2 separate regions of the Sus scrofa genome follow, and region 1 is linked to region 2. The links are chromatin contacts, called in public Hi-C maps. All regions are on one chromosome and are shown on one strand. Each heading gives the region's core, a stretch centred on a gene start, on an enhancer-like site or on the middle of the called end of the contact. The rest is flanking DNA. Distances are from core to core; before and after follow the strand shown.

What was found. A called contact is a pair of places that touch in the nucleus more often than the background predicts.
Region 1: a Hi-C map of liver shows a contact between it and region 2, with 3 times the contacts expected there. The contact joins the enhancer-like site here to the promoter of SLC44A1 in region 2. A contact is called at or near these places in 3 of 5 promoter capture datasets (fetal liver, liver and skeletal muscle), 2 of 47 Hi-C or Micro-C datasets (embryonic fibroblasts and liver) and 1 of 2 datasets of contacts at active chromatin or transcription factors (skeletal muscle).

What each region holds. Positions count from the first base shown.
Region 1 is chr1:246,716,553-246,723,070 of Sscrofa11.1, reverse strand. The region is part of intron 15 of SLC44A1 (choline transporter-like protein 1); the gene reads right to left. Among named protein-coding and RNA genes, the nearest start is that of FSD1L, 48 kb to the left of the region's middle. Within about 2 kb of position 2,955, at least 7 of the 83 cell types and tissues checked have an H3K27ac peak or open chromatin away from gene starts, as enhancers often do. A contact at or near this core is called in liver, where this site is marked.
Region 2 is chr1:246,546,369-246,553,742 of Sscrofa11.1, reverse strand. SLC44A1 (choline transporter-like protein 1) reads right to left here and starts at 5,202. Exons shown (of 16, transcript XM_021067056.1): 1 at 4,949-5,202. The coding sequence starts at 4,984.

The sequences.
Region 1 (6,518 bases), core at 1,706-4,205, 170 kb before region 2:
ATTGAAAGCCGTTTTGTCTTTCCTTACTGTGACATCTCTAGTCTGACATACCTGGCCAGGATCTTTATAACTACTCAGAGAGCATTAAGTCTTGTAGTGAAATTGCTGATAAGTCCAGGAAATGGTCTAATAGCTTAGCTTTGCATCTTCTGGAATCCTAAATGTAACCTAGGCACACCTTCTAAAGTTATTTTTCTCAGGATTTGGACAGTAAGGGAGACCTACTATCAAATTAAAGGCACGAAGCATTACTTACTTTCATTGCTACTTGCCACGACTAAAAAAAAAAATAATAATGTGAAGAGACCTGGCCTCATGGGTTAGTTCCACAGCACCTGGTCAGAGATCTGAGGCCAAAGGGCCTCTTAGGACGCTAGCTTCTTTCTGAGCTACTTAACACCAGCTGAAGCTTTGAGCGCTATTTGAAGCTGAAATTTCAATCACAACTTATATATTATCCTAGAGTGTATAGGCAGTATGCCTCCTAAAAGAAACCCTCTAGATTTTTCTTTATTTTCTAAAATGTGAGGTTGAAATATAGATCATATTTTCATAGCCAAAGAGAGAGAATAGATTTCTCGGTACCTTTCAAATGTGAGGCTTTTCACTGGCTCTTTAATCACTAGGTGGTCTACAAGGACTTGTATAAATCTGCATCAGAACCACCCCCTAAAAAGAATTACCAGTCCAGATTCATTAACTTTCTTCAGTATTTCAAACACTTGGCATATTTGAGGACTTCTCACAAATCTTCCATAGCAGCTTCTTTGGGGAGGGTGGTACAGATGAACCACTAAGGCTATGATCTGGACATGACTCATATTGTTCAGGGAAAGCCATCTTTATAGCAGCCTCTTGGGAAAAATCCAAAATTACAAAACAAATTGGAGATTTATTGGTACTGTAAAAGGCCTTCCACTTAAGAACTCCTCTTCCTCAGTCCCCAATATCATTTAAAAAAGGATTTGTTTTAAAGATTGATTTTTCCAAATTTTAATGGGGGCAGAACAACTGCCTAAATTATGGCACTCCGCAGTTTCACAACCTCACCAACAGCACAGATCCAGGCTTCAAGTTATGTACAGGGCACTGCATCAAGCACGGCGAGTGCTTTCCATAGTAAACTTTACCTAACAGGTTTTCCCATTCTGCCTGAGGACTGAATTCAGCTGCAACCTTAGCATTTACAGAGTGACTCAGACTCCAGCAAGGAAGCCTGGCCAGTCAGTGGATGAACTTTGTACTTTGGAAATTAGATTTTCTTTAGTACATTTATGATTCATGCTTCAAGGATCCTAGAACATGCTGAGAGATGCTGGAAAGAAAAAACTGGGAAATTCTAGGGCACCCTTGCTGCAGCATACTGACCCAGTTGGAAAACAAGATGCTGCCCGTGATCGCTTTCTATTGCAGAGCAGCAGAATATGCCACCCCAAAGTATAACTGCAGGAATTTAGGATGTGCCACCTCAAAAAAACAAAAACAAAAACAAAAACAAACAACCCTCCCAGACCCCCGCCACCGCTTTATTACATTGATTATTTTCAACTGTAGGCACTTGAAAAACGGCAAAGGCAGGGTGAGATATTCTCTGAACACTCCTTATCTCCCTAGACAAATCCTGAAAAAGAACAAAAATGTCATAAATCTCCTCAGAAGTGTCATTAACCAAGGGAGATTGACTCTTATCACAGGAAAAGAGACTAGAAACTAACACCACACCCAGACACACTTTGTCACAAACTATCATGCTGCCCATCGATTCTTCTAAGGACCCATTTATCTTTTCTAAAAATCATTTGCTCTCCCCTAAGAGGCCTCCATCCTCTTTCCCCTTTCCCTATTAAGATGTCATTTACGTTTGAATTCTAAGCCACCTAAAGGATCATTTTCCCCTGCGTATCTCCCACAGATACATGAGCTATACATGTTAATAAGCATCTGTGTTTTCCACTAGTTAACCTTCTATTACAGAGTCACAGCTAAGAACTCAGAAGGGTTGGGTGTAGGGGCAGGGGAGAACGACAATTCTTTTTCCTCCCCTACACTATTCAACACCACCCTGGGCATGGGAAAGTGTTACAACACAGTAGACAGTGACATTCTTTCCTATAAAATTTTATTTATTACATAAAAAATTCTATACATTTGTTAGACTAAAATACAATTTTCATTATAATTCTGGCAACTGAGTCAGTACACAGAAAACTTAGCATTAGATCAGCACTTTTTTTTTCTAGTTCATATTTCTGCACAAGGAAAACATTTCAAAGCTCCATTTCATATAGGCTCATTGTACTCTGACGTCGGATGGAATTCCATCCAATTCAGAGCTCTTGGAAGTTAATTTCCCAGCAAGACTTGATAACTCCAGAAAGTTAATTGCTTAATACACATATTTTTAAAGTCCTCTGAGAGTATAACACTCTGTAAAGTCTGTACTGTGTCAATAATGACAGTCACAAATACTACATACAGGGCTACGACCGTGTCTGTGGGGCATGTTCAAGCACCTACATGTTTGTTTCCCCACCTGAACACAGTGTAGTGATACTGTAACAAGGAAAAACTGAAAAATCATGCTAAGATAGAAGATCCCGAAGCAGGGAATTCATGGAAGGCTCAACTGTGATCCTACAGTTCGTAATGGACAAAGACAGGGACCAGTATAAAATTCATTTTGACACTATGAAATAGGATGCAAATGGCAAAACAAAACAAAAACAAAGACAAAAAAGGCATCAGATTGAGAAATATGCGGCACCACAACATACTTCTCATGCCGGATTATACAGCAGTGAGAAGTTGAAACACATTGATGGGTTTTTCTCTTTCTATCACCCCGTACACTGGGCTGGATCTGACCTTGGATGTAAGGCTCAGAGCCTGAGAGATGAATAGCAGGTCCCTTCGCATTGACTGACCTTTGAAACTTGGCTGCTTTATTCTAGGAGCCTATTCTGAACTTAGTTCAGAAAGGCTGTGCCAAAAAATAAAGTTGGACCTTTGGTCTTCAGAAGATATGCTCTTGTCTTTGGTTGTTTTCCCAGAGCCCCTGTCATTTTGCTAGGTGCCCTCCACACTTTTCTCCCCCCTTCTTGTTGTAACAAATCAAATCAGCTAACAACCCACTGAACTTCCTCCACTGGGTACAAGACCTATTAGAATCTGATCTATTGCATTCAATGGTCAAGAATGTTCTGAGACAGTATAGCTGAAATGTTATGGAGCCCCCAGTACCCTTTTCTAGGATGGAAGAAATCACGAGAACCTCAAAAGCAACATAATCTAATAGCACTAAGGCAACAGAATAGAAGAAAAGTAGCTTCCCTGCTGTGATATTTGGAAACCCAAACTAGCCAAAACCAGAGAGCCAAAAAGAAGTTCTGAGAACATATTACTAGAACCCAGAGGATGCAAGAAATTTACTCAATAGTCTCTGTCTCAAATCATCAGTCCCAAGGCTGTCCTATTATTGTTTCAGCCTGGTGAATTACCTAATACAATTTTTTGAAAAAAAAAAAAAAATCCCGACCTAAATGATCACTGTGGTAACTGAAGGAAGTGATCACATTTTCTGGGGGGGGCAGGATGGTCCTCAGGATGCTGGCAGGAAGTTCATTCCAGTCCTGGGCCCATTTATTTCTCAAGACTTCCTCTCAATGCTTACTTTACTCACGCAGAATGATTTAACACATATTCCTCAAAAAATAACTAATTCCAAATAATTTCCCAGCTGATGGGGTGGTTGGATCAGATTCATGTGTCAAAGGCAGTACATTCCCTTGAGGGCATACACTTTTATAACAAAAAACATTATCACAGGTAGATACTCACACTTACAACACTGTAAGTCAACTATACTCCCCCCCCCAATTTTTTTTTTTTTAATGTAGATACTTACACTGGATTTACTCTTTCCCACCAAATATGGGAACCTCCCCCTGTGGTCTCTCCCTTTGCCATTGTGGAAGGTTCAATCAGGCTTTTCTGGGGGCGTGGGGTGGGGAAGGGAGCTGATTTTTCTTTCTACTTTCTTCACCAGCCAAATATGGCATCTCTACTGCTTTCTTCAGCTTGAAAATGTAGGTAATCATTTGATGCCTGATTATAAGTCATGGCCCACTGGAATCAAACCTTAAAACAACTTCAAATTCTTTGAGAATGTTTGCCTACTTTTTCAAGGGCCCAGAGGACCCTCCGTATAGTTGCAGCACCCTTACCTAATAGTAAGGTATAAATGTGAAGAAATCCACATGCTCCCTATAGAAGGAAGGTGAGGTGAATGTGGGAAGAGGATGCACAGTCACACTGGCAGTGGTCCAAGGCTGCTCTGATGGTAACTGGAAAACACTCAAAACAACAAGAAACACCTGCCTGATTTATGCAGGGAGAACAACTTTTGAATCCCACCCTCACCCCCAGCATCTGCTCCTTCAACTTTCCACTCAGTTTTTGTCAACTATGGACTAAACTGAATTTGCTAATTTGCCATCATCTTGAAATGTTCCTGGTCATGCTGACTGATAAATTTTTAGATGGTAACCTACTGATGACACTATGCCACAGACATCATTACCTGAGTGACAGTAATAAAGGATCAAGTGTTTTTGATAGATGGATAATTACAGGGATTCCCTATTCATTTCTTCTTGGATTTTCTTGTTCCTTGTAAATAATTTGGTGCCTTGACAAAAATGTATCCCTGGACACACACATCCTCACACCTCCAAGGAAAGAAATGTTATCGTCTTGAAGATTCAGTGTTGACTGTCCTGTTTTTCATTCAGATTACTGTGGTTTCCTCTTCTTCTTCTTTTTTTTTTTAGTCTTTTTGCCTTTTCTGGGGCCACTCTCAGGGCACATGGAGGTTCCCAGGCTAGGGGTCTAATCGGACTTGCAGCCGTCAGCCTACACCACAGCCACAGCAACATGGGATCCGAGCCGCATCTGTGACTTACACACCACAGCTCATGGCAACGCTGGATCCCTAACCCACTGAGCAAGGCCAGGGATCGAACCCGCAACCTCATGGTTTCTAGTCGGATTCGTTAACCACTGAGCCATGATGGGAACTCCAGATTACTGTGGTTTCTATTTTCCAAGCTGGTACTAAATTGAAGTTGTCAAGTTTTGAAAAATGATTCTAGGTCTAAAGTTGGCAAGTATGATCTGAAAAGTATCTTCAATGGAGGCCTAAGCATGACTTCATTTCCAAATACACTATCAAACCAAATTTAGAGCAGCCTGAGTGGTGATCATTAGGCCCCATGGGGGATGGGGTTGGAGGCTGGCAGTCCAAGGGCCTTGAAATTCTACTGTTATTTTAAATTTTCATAGATAGGTTATGTGGTATAGAGAGAAAGATAGTTCACTGCTTTCATTAGTTTCTCAAATGGGCCCTTGTTGCCCTTAAAAGATTAAGAACCTGCTTTTGAATATCAAATATTAAATTCAGGTTTTAGCAAATAAAAGTTCAAGATTCCTAAAACATTTGGAAATTAGGACATTTTCATGCTCAGCTAGATCTTGACTAGACCATAGGTAACCTAAAAGTTTTATTATTCTGAATTTCCTGGTCTATGATGTTTAGTCCAGGTCTAGATTTCCTCAGAAAATCACTTAGGTTGTAAGACTGAGTATCAAAACAGAATAAAATAGCTTAATATTTGGGTCCCTACCAATTTCATGTCTTGCACAAGTTTATTAATGAATTCCTTTAGAAAATATCAAACTTAAATCCTGCTCACTTAATTTAGAAAAGTGAGAGCTGTTCATGTTGATATTGAAATGAAAAGCATCATTTGTCTTTTTTTACACATATAAAAATCAAGAAGATGAAGAGTATTTCCATAGAAAAGAAAGGTTTTCTACAGGAATTCTCAAGTTTAAAAAACCTAGCATTGATGTTTTTATAAGAAAGATATTTTCAAAGATTTAAAACTTGGATTAAAGTTTCGCTCAAGTTAAAACTTGGAGAATAAGAATTTGGCTCAAATTTATGAAATGTGAATGGGGGAAAGGGCGCTATTCAAAAATTTTAGGTGTATACAACATGTTTGATTTTTAATTTTGTTTTTCGTAAGTTTGCTAGTTTTATATTTTCTCTTGGCACATTCAAGGGCCCAGCTTTTTCACAGTTTGGGCTATGTGCCATTAAAAAGATGAGCTAATTCTGAAAGTAGCCACTGTATATGAAGACTGCGTATTTTTCAAATGGACCAACATGTACTACTTAGTACATAAAGATGCATGAATATGTATTTAAAGCAAAAGTCATTCTACATTGTGAATATACAATACAAAAGTCACTCTATATTGTGAATACACAAAGCTCTGCTTTATGCATTTACTTATGAACCCACAATTTTCCCGTATATATTCACAGACCACATCTAACAACTCTGGGCAAGCCATTATAGTGCACTTTTATCTATCAGATGAAACACATGAAAAGAATACAGAAATCAACTGTGTCAGGTGCACTGATAAGCCTCCAGACTCTGAGGATTTTTTTT
Region 2 (7,374 bases), core at 3,953-6,452:
TTGCTATAAATAAATATCCTCCAAGCTGGTAACATTTCTAATGACAGGATTAACACAGCAAATACTATTTGGAAGTATCTGTTAAACCTGGGAACATTCTAATTGGACTAGTTTTGCTGAATTATGTTGTTCTACAGCTAGTAACTGCAGCAAGTTCAAAACAACATGAATTTAACTTGGACACTCCTTAATTCAAAATGTTATTAAGTGGACTTTTTCTAAAGATAAAATGAGCTGCAGTTTAAGGTTTGGGGAGCATGTATGTGAACACAGAAAGTAAAGCAGTCAAAAAACCTGGAGTAAAATTTGGATTAGTAGTATAGCTCTGAGATTTCAGCCAATTTTGTGAATGTCCAAGTCTCAACTTCCTCAGCTACAAAATGGAAGTCAAGTCAACTTCAGAATTATCGGAGAAATTAAAACATAAAATGGCTGTGAAAAAGAGCTATACATGGAGTTCCTCTGCAGCTCTGTGGGTTAAGGATCCATCATTTCGACTGCTTCCACTCAAGTGGCTGCTGTGGCTAGTGTTCGATCCCTGACCTGGGAACTTCCAGGGATATGCCACAGGTGCAGCCAAAAAAAGAGGAAAAAAGAATAAAGAAAAATAACTACACAAAAGGTATCACCATTTTTACATTACTTTCCAGCCAATTTTAAATATTAACTTTGATTTACATTTTTGGAGGAACAGATCTTCTATGCTAACAGCGCAGTATTCAGAAGAAGAAGAAACTAAATTGTCTTCAGGCTTTGACTTTTCTGTTCTAGTTAAAGCAGGTGTACTTTACTGGACATATTTTAATAGAACAACTAAGTCTCTGTTGGTTATTCCCATTACACTCTTCAAATTTCATTTTTACCCTCTGACTTCAAATTCCACAAACCAGGAGACTACAGTACTATTAAAATTTTGTTACAGAAGAGTTAACATACTCAAAAGTTAACCAGTATTTGTGAACCAATTGATTGTTTTTCACTACTCCCAAGACAAGATATAAGAGCTAGAAAAATACAGTTAAATATATAGCTCTCAATTTGAAGACATGGACAAGAACACAGACAAGAACAATCTCTCCTAATGTCAGAGAGATGAGGGGTTTGTTCAACCATAAAGATTCTCCTCCTTCCCTCTCACAATTTCTAAGGTTAGAACCAAAGGACACAGAACTACAGAACACTTGCGAAATCTCCAAAGCACTGCTGTGAGAAATAATGATCTAGCCATTAACGACAAAGACTTTAGGCAATTTGCTAAGTAATCTTTCAAAAGCCTCCTTCATTCAAACTGGTTTGTCAATGGCAAAGAACATTTCATAAATCTGAAGATTTACAAGTGAACTTTGAAGTTTAACATTATAAAAATAGAAATTATGTCAGGTTATAACAGAACAAACGAATTATGGAGAGTTGGGAATAAATTTTAAGAGTCTTAGGGAGGATTAGTGCTGTAAAAAGAAACTCAAGACTATCTCACTTTTATGTTCCCTTCAAAGAGATTTTTAGGCAAAGGCTACCATGTACTGGCTTGTTTTGAGCAATCACTAATAGTAGCAAGTAACTTGTAGTGGTCACTAATAAAAAAAAAAAACATAATTAAGAATTCTATAAGCATCCTATTAATATATCTAAGAGTTCTTAAGATTCTCAGATACACATATCTGATACAGCAAAAATAATTTCCCCAATAATTTCCTCCTTCAACAATGAAATACTAGTATAGAATGTGACACTGTTCTTTTATCTAAATCCAAAAACAGGATAATTATTTTGATGGCAAATTATGATATCCAGACACTGCCAAGAAAGTGAAAATAATACCAGGACTATAAGAGATGAAACAGTTTGGAAGACAATAAACTCTTTTATGAGAGTCTACAATATAGCAAGAGACTATGAGGGAAAATAAATTGTATTTCAAAAGTGAATCCCTACTACAAAAAGGAAACACACTATATTTACATTGATAAAACATACCAGGGCTTTAAAGTTGCTGACGATACCACTGAGAAAGGCTAAGCTAAACTGCAGATTACCTCAAAGCACATTGTTTTGATGTGCTGTGCAGGTTATCATTACAGTTTGTAGAAAAGCTCTTTTAAGATGTTATAGCCACTGCTCCAACTAAAATATAAGCACTGAGCAGAGCACCAGAAGAAAAAACCTGCTCAATTTTGCAAACTGATGGTACCCCTGACAGAATTAGAAGCAATGTGGGAAAGGCAGATGATTTTTAAATTAAACAGTTCAAATTTTTAAACTAAACAGTTCTTAGAAGAGGATGGGCTTGGTGGAGTTAGTCAACCAGCTCTTGGAAGAGAAACAGCACATGGTTCAGGGCTGGATTCACAGTCAATGGTACTTGCCAACTAGATGTTGGAATCTGTGTTATCTATATATTCTGTGACTACTGAGCAACTATTATGTACAAGGTATAGTGAGGCACTGCAATGGATACAAAGATGTAGAAAACCAAAACAGTTCCCATATTCAAAAAGCTTACAATCCAAGAGAAGGGATGAAAGAAACATTCAGGTTAAAAATACAATAGAGGCCTCTAAGAGAAGTTCTAAGTGATGTGGAGGTTCGCAAATAGAGAAGATGTGCAGCTGCATCCTTATTTTGTTTCAACACAACACATACAGATACTATATTATCCTAACTGGTAATGCTCCTGAAAGGAACATTAAAATGCAGCAGATTGGTAACATCTCACAAACGAAAAATGATGCCAAAATTTTAAATAAGAAAAAGAAAAAAATGATGACCAGCTCTTTGGCACAAAACCTGCTCCTCAATGCTCCATTGAACACTACAAGTCCCTAAAGCTGAACTTAAAGGCATGTGACAGCTGTTGATTGGTTATAGGAATTCACAGGGAAAAAAAAAAAAATGCACCCCTGGGGGTGCATGACATGCATCTCGTCGGAAGAACATGGCATGAAGGAAACAGTTGCTGCAACAGGAAGAAAAAGCAAGGAAAATATGTGTGACAGCATTCTGAAAAGTAAGACATGGAGCTACTCAAATGCAAGACATGTTATTAAAGCAGAGTTTTAACAGGTCCAACATCCACCCCTCTCAAATTTAATTGTTCCAAGAGGAAACAAGCCATCCATAAACTATCCAATATTTTCCTGTCTTAAAACATTTCACCACCAAAAAAGGATGCAAAGTAACCTAGTTCTTAAAAGAAAGGCAACAGGAAAGCCACCTTTTTGTTGAAAATAATATTTAAGAAAATACACTTAACGTGATTCCTCCTACTTCCCCCAAACGCCTAACCAATTGAAAGGTATTGTGTGATTTCACACCTTTATCTGTTAACATGAAAACCGTGGTCTATCGACCCTTGGTAACACTAGTATATATAGTTTTTCTTTGTTATTCTAACTGAACAGGAAGGTTTAACTAAAGCAATCCGTCTGACTGTGATCCTAGTAGGGAAAGAAAAAAAAAAAGCACACGAGTAAGCAAACACCCAAAAAAGAAATGGACAAATAGGATGGATACTTAATAAAGCATAAATGTCCTCTGCAATTCTAGTCATTCTCTCTCTAACAGATCTCAGATTTTCGAAACAAGTATGCAGGTTATTTAAAACTGAGTTATATATAGTCATTTAGCAGCAGCAAAACACTTCTGGCATTATCACAGATGCCAGATCTCTGAAGGAATTATTTTCCCAAACTAGCATTTTTCTTCACCAAGAACCGACCCTCCTTTATTTCTAAAAACAAGAGCCCTTGTCTCCCCCCAAAACAAACAAATCAAAGACCACAGTTAAATTCTACGCTAATGAAACTGTGAGATTACATCCCAGGCGTTGTCAGAGCCTATTTTTCATACACCACCACCAGACAGTTTGATGCAGTATTCCTGATTGCTTTTTATCGTATTTGTAAATACACTCACTAATCCACTAAATTAGGTAATTTACAAACAGGTCCTCTCAGTTATTAGTGGCCATCAGTCAAGTCCTATTACATTTGATCCTTATACAGTTGTCTAAACATTTCTGTCCAGGTTAAGGGCTCGGATTGGCGAGAGGGAGGTTAGCGAAATTTGGATGGGGGCAGGGTGGAAGCTGGGAGAAATCTCTGCATCTCAGCCCTCAGCGACAACATTCAGCCAGTGCCCACAGAAAAACTAAATTCGGCACCTCTTTCTCCTGTTACACTGGCAACAAAGAGGGAGTTTCCGTAACGCTCCCGTCACCCACCAGGTGCCCAATCTCCTTCCCTACCCAGTCCCAGCGCTCCCGCAGGGGCCTCGGTTTACGAAGAGGCCGCGGTGCCCGGGGTCAAGGCACAAAGGGGGGATGGGGTAGGAGGCAAGCGACTAGAATTGGGAAAGCGGATCGAAGAAGGGCTCCGGGACTCGCTTAAACACTTGAACCCGGACGGGGGGCGCTGGCAAGAGAAAGGGGACACAATATCGAATAGAGCAGAAACTGTAATAAGGTGGGAAAGGGGTAAACAGCCCATACTGGGGGTACTCCTCCAGGAAGCACAGAAAATAGTCAGTGGATGGGGCGAGGGAAGTCTCCAAGGAGGTGGGAAGAGAGGAGCCAGGCCCACAAGACGAAGGAAGGGGTGCCACCTGGGGCAGAGAGCAGGCGCCCTTGTTGCCAGTACCTGCAGGCTGGCGGGACGGGGCCGCTCAGGTGTGACTGGGAGGAGGCTGCCAAGTCGGAAAGGGGCCGGGCAGAGCTAGAGGCGCCCTGGGGGCCGCGCAGAGGCGCCTGCGAGTCAGCAGCCTCGGGAGCCAGCGCGGGGGCATCTGCGGGACAGAGGGAGGCAGGAGAGGGAGGCGGAGGTGGGGGTCTCTGGAGTGCACCGTGGGCCGAAGGGAGGCTTGCGGGTAGTGGGAGGCAGCGGGCGCCCGCGGCGCAACGCGGTGCGGGAGAGGCATCCGGGCGGGCGGCCGGGAGGCGGGAGCCCCTCACCTGCGCGGCTGAGGAGGCGGAGCTGCAGCAGCCCATGGCGGGGCCGGAGGAGCCCGGAGGCGGCGCCGGGCGCGCAGCTACGCCCCGGAGCCCCTCGGCATGCGAGCCGGCGGGCGCCCGGGGAGGGCGCGGCCTGGCCCCGCACTGCTCGGCGGTGGCGGCGGCTGCTCGGGCGGCGGCAGGTACTCAGGAGGCGGCGCGACTCGGGGCAGGCGCCGGCCACATCCCCCGGCGGCGGCGGTGGTGGCTGCGTGGCTCCTGCTCCGCTCCTGCTGCTGCAGCTGCTCCCCAGCGGAAAGGGGCGGGCGGCGGCGGCGACGGCGCCTCCCCCTGTCCCCCGCCTCCCGCCTCCCGCGCCCAGTCCCTCTCCCGCTCCCTCTCCCGGGCAGCCGCCTCCTCAGCGCCGCTCGCGTCTCCCATCAGACTCCCCGCCCCCAGTGCAGCGCCGCGCGGGCGGCCGGGCGGCTGCGGCCAAAACGAGGCCGGGCCCTTCAGCGCGCGTCGGAGCCTGCGCGGTGCCGAGCCCATTTAACTGTGGCACCGAGGCAGAGCGCTACCTCAGGGCAAGAGGGCGCCTGAGGCTGGGGCGCCCGAGAGTTGAGCAGGCTCGCTGCTGAAATGGGGCCGGGTTGCTTCCGGAGGCATGGGCGAGGCGCGCAACCCGAGGGGTGGCTGATGTTAATCCAGAGGAAAAGGTACACGATAAATCCCTGGAGAAGGAGTAGATGATAGAAGACGAGGATCATCTGTTGCTACTCGCCCCATTTTGCTGATGTGGAAACTGAGCCTTGAAGGGCACCGAGAGCCTAAGGGAACTCACTCAAGGTCGAACTTCTTATAAACAGCTGAAAATAGGGAAAGGGCAGAAAGTTCTCCAGGTCTTTCAATTCAGAGACATATCGGATCTGAAGGATAGATACTTTTTGTGCAGAATAGACCACAAATACAATAAACGAGTATTAATTCATTGTATTAAGACATATATATGCTGAGGGTATACTAAATTACAGTAGTTTATAGGCACTAAGAATAAAAAGGTGAACAAAAGAGCCAACGCTTCTGCTGTCCCCATTGCTACATACATACGCAATGCATTATCGACAGAGTAGGCGTGGTCACCACCTTCAAGAAATTTACAACCCTAAGTCGCTGAGAAATGGTATGAGATGAAAACAGCTAAAATGTAGCAGGAATAAAACCAAAAATCATGCTTAATATTAAGAGAACCACTTACAAGGCACTATTACAAGTCCTTTACATGTTTCCTTAAAGACAATCAGAAAAGAAAAAAAAAAGTTTGCAAATGAAAGGCATGAAGTTTTAAAGACTACTCAGGGAGTTCCCTTTGTGGCATAGCAGAAACAAATACGACTAGTATCAATGAGGTTGCAAGTTCGATGCCTGGCCTCAATCGATGCCTGGCCTCAATCAGCGGGTTAAGGAGCGTCGCTGTGCTCGGATCCTACTTGCTGTGGCTCTGAAATAGACTGGCAGCTAAAACTCCTATTCACAGTCTAGCCTGGGAACTTCCATATGCCTCTCCAGCTGCCCTAAAAAAAAGAAGAAAAGAACAAAAAAGACTACTCAAAGTCTGGGGTGGGGGGAAATAGCACAGAAGTAAATTGACTTTATGTGCCTTGAAAGGGAAAGCAAAGTCACAATGGGAACCTGGGGACAGCCAAAGAAAAAGCCAAAGAATTTCCAGTTGTGTGTTTCAATTTCTTGGGTCTGTGACCAGAATATGTCACTTCTCTTAGCCTCTTTCTCCGCTTCTGTGAAAAACAGATAATAAGGTTAACCAGGAAGAGTGGGTGTCAAGATTAAACAATATATGAAGTTCTCTGGTGGCTTAGTGGGTTAAGGAACCCACATTGTCACTGCTATGACTTGGGTCACTGCTGTGGCGTTGGTTGGATGCCTGGCCCAAGAACTTCTGCACATGGAGGGCACAGCCAAAAAATAAATAAATAAAATAAAATAAAGATTAAATAATAAATGAAAGTAACTAGTAGAATAGTAAGGATTCATTAAGTACTGCTTGAGATCATTAATTCTTCCCCTGTATTCTCCCTGTGTTCCTTTACAATTTGATCAGAGGGTTCACCATACCACTGGGCTGGTGAATCCTAAGTATGTTACCAATAACCATTAGGCCATTAATGGCTCTGGTCCCAATTCTGATTGTAAACTCCACCATTAGATTGTAAACTCCCTGAGAACAAGGAAAAGCATTTTCTCCTTTGTATCTGTCTCAGCTCTTTCAAATGTTTGTTGAATTATTCAATACACCAGAAATAAAAAAACCTTCCCTTGAGATTTTTCCCTCAAAGCCTCAAAGTACATCTTGTTTTTAACTGAGGGAGGAGGCTGAAAGTAAAATTACAGTCTTAAACAAGAAGCCATCTGTCTTCCCTCTTTATAATCAA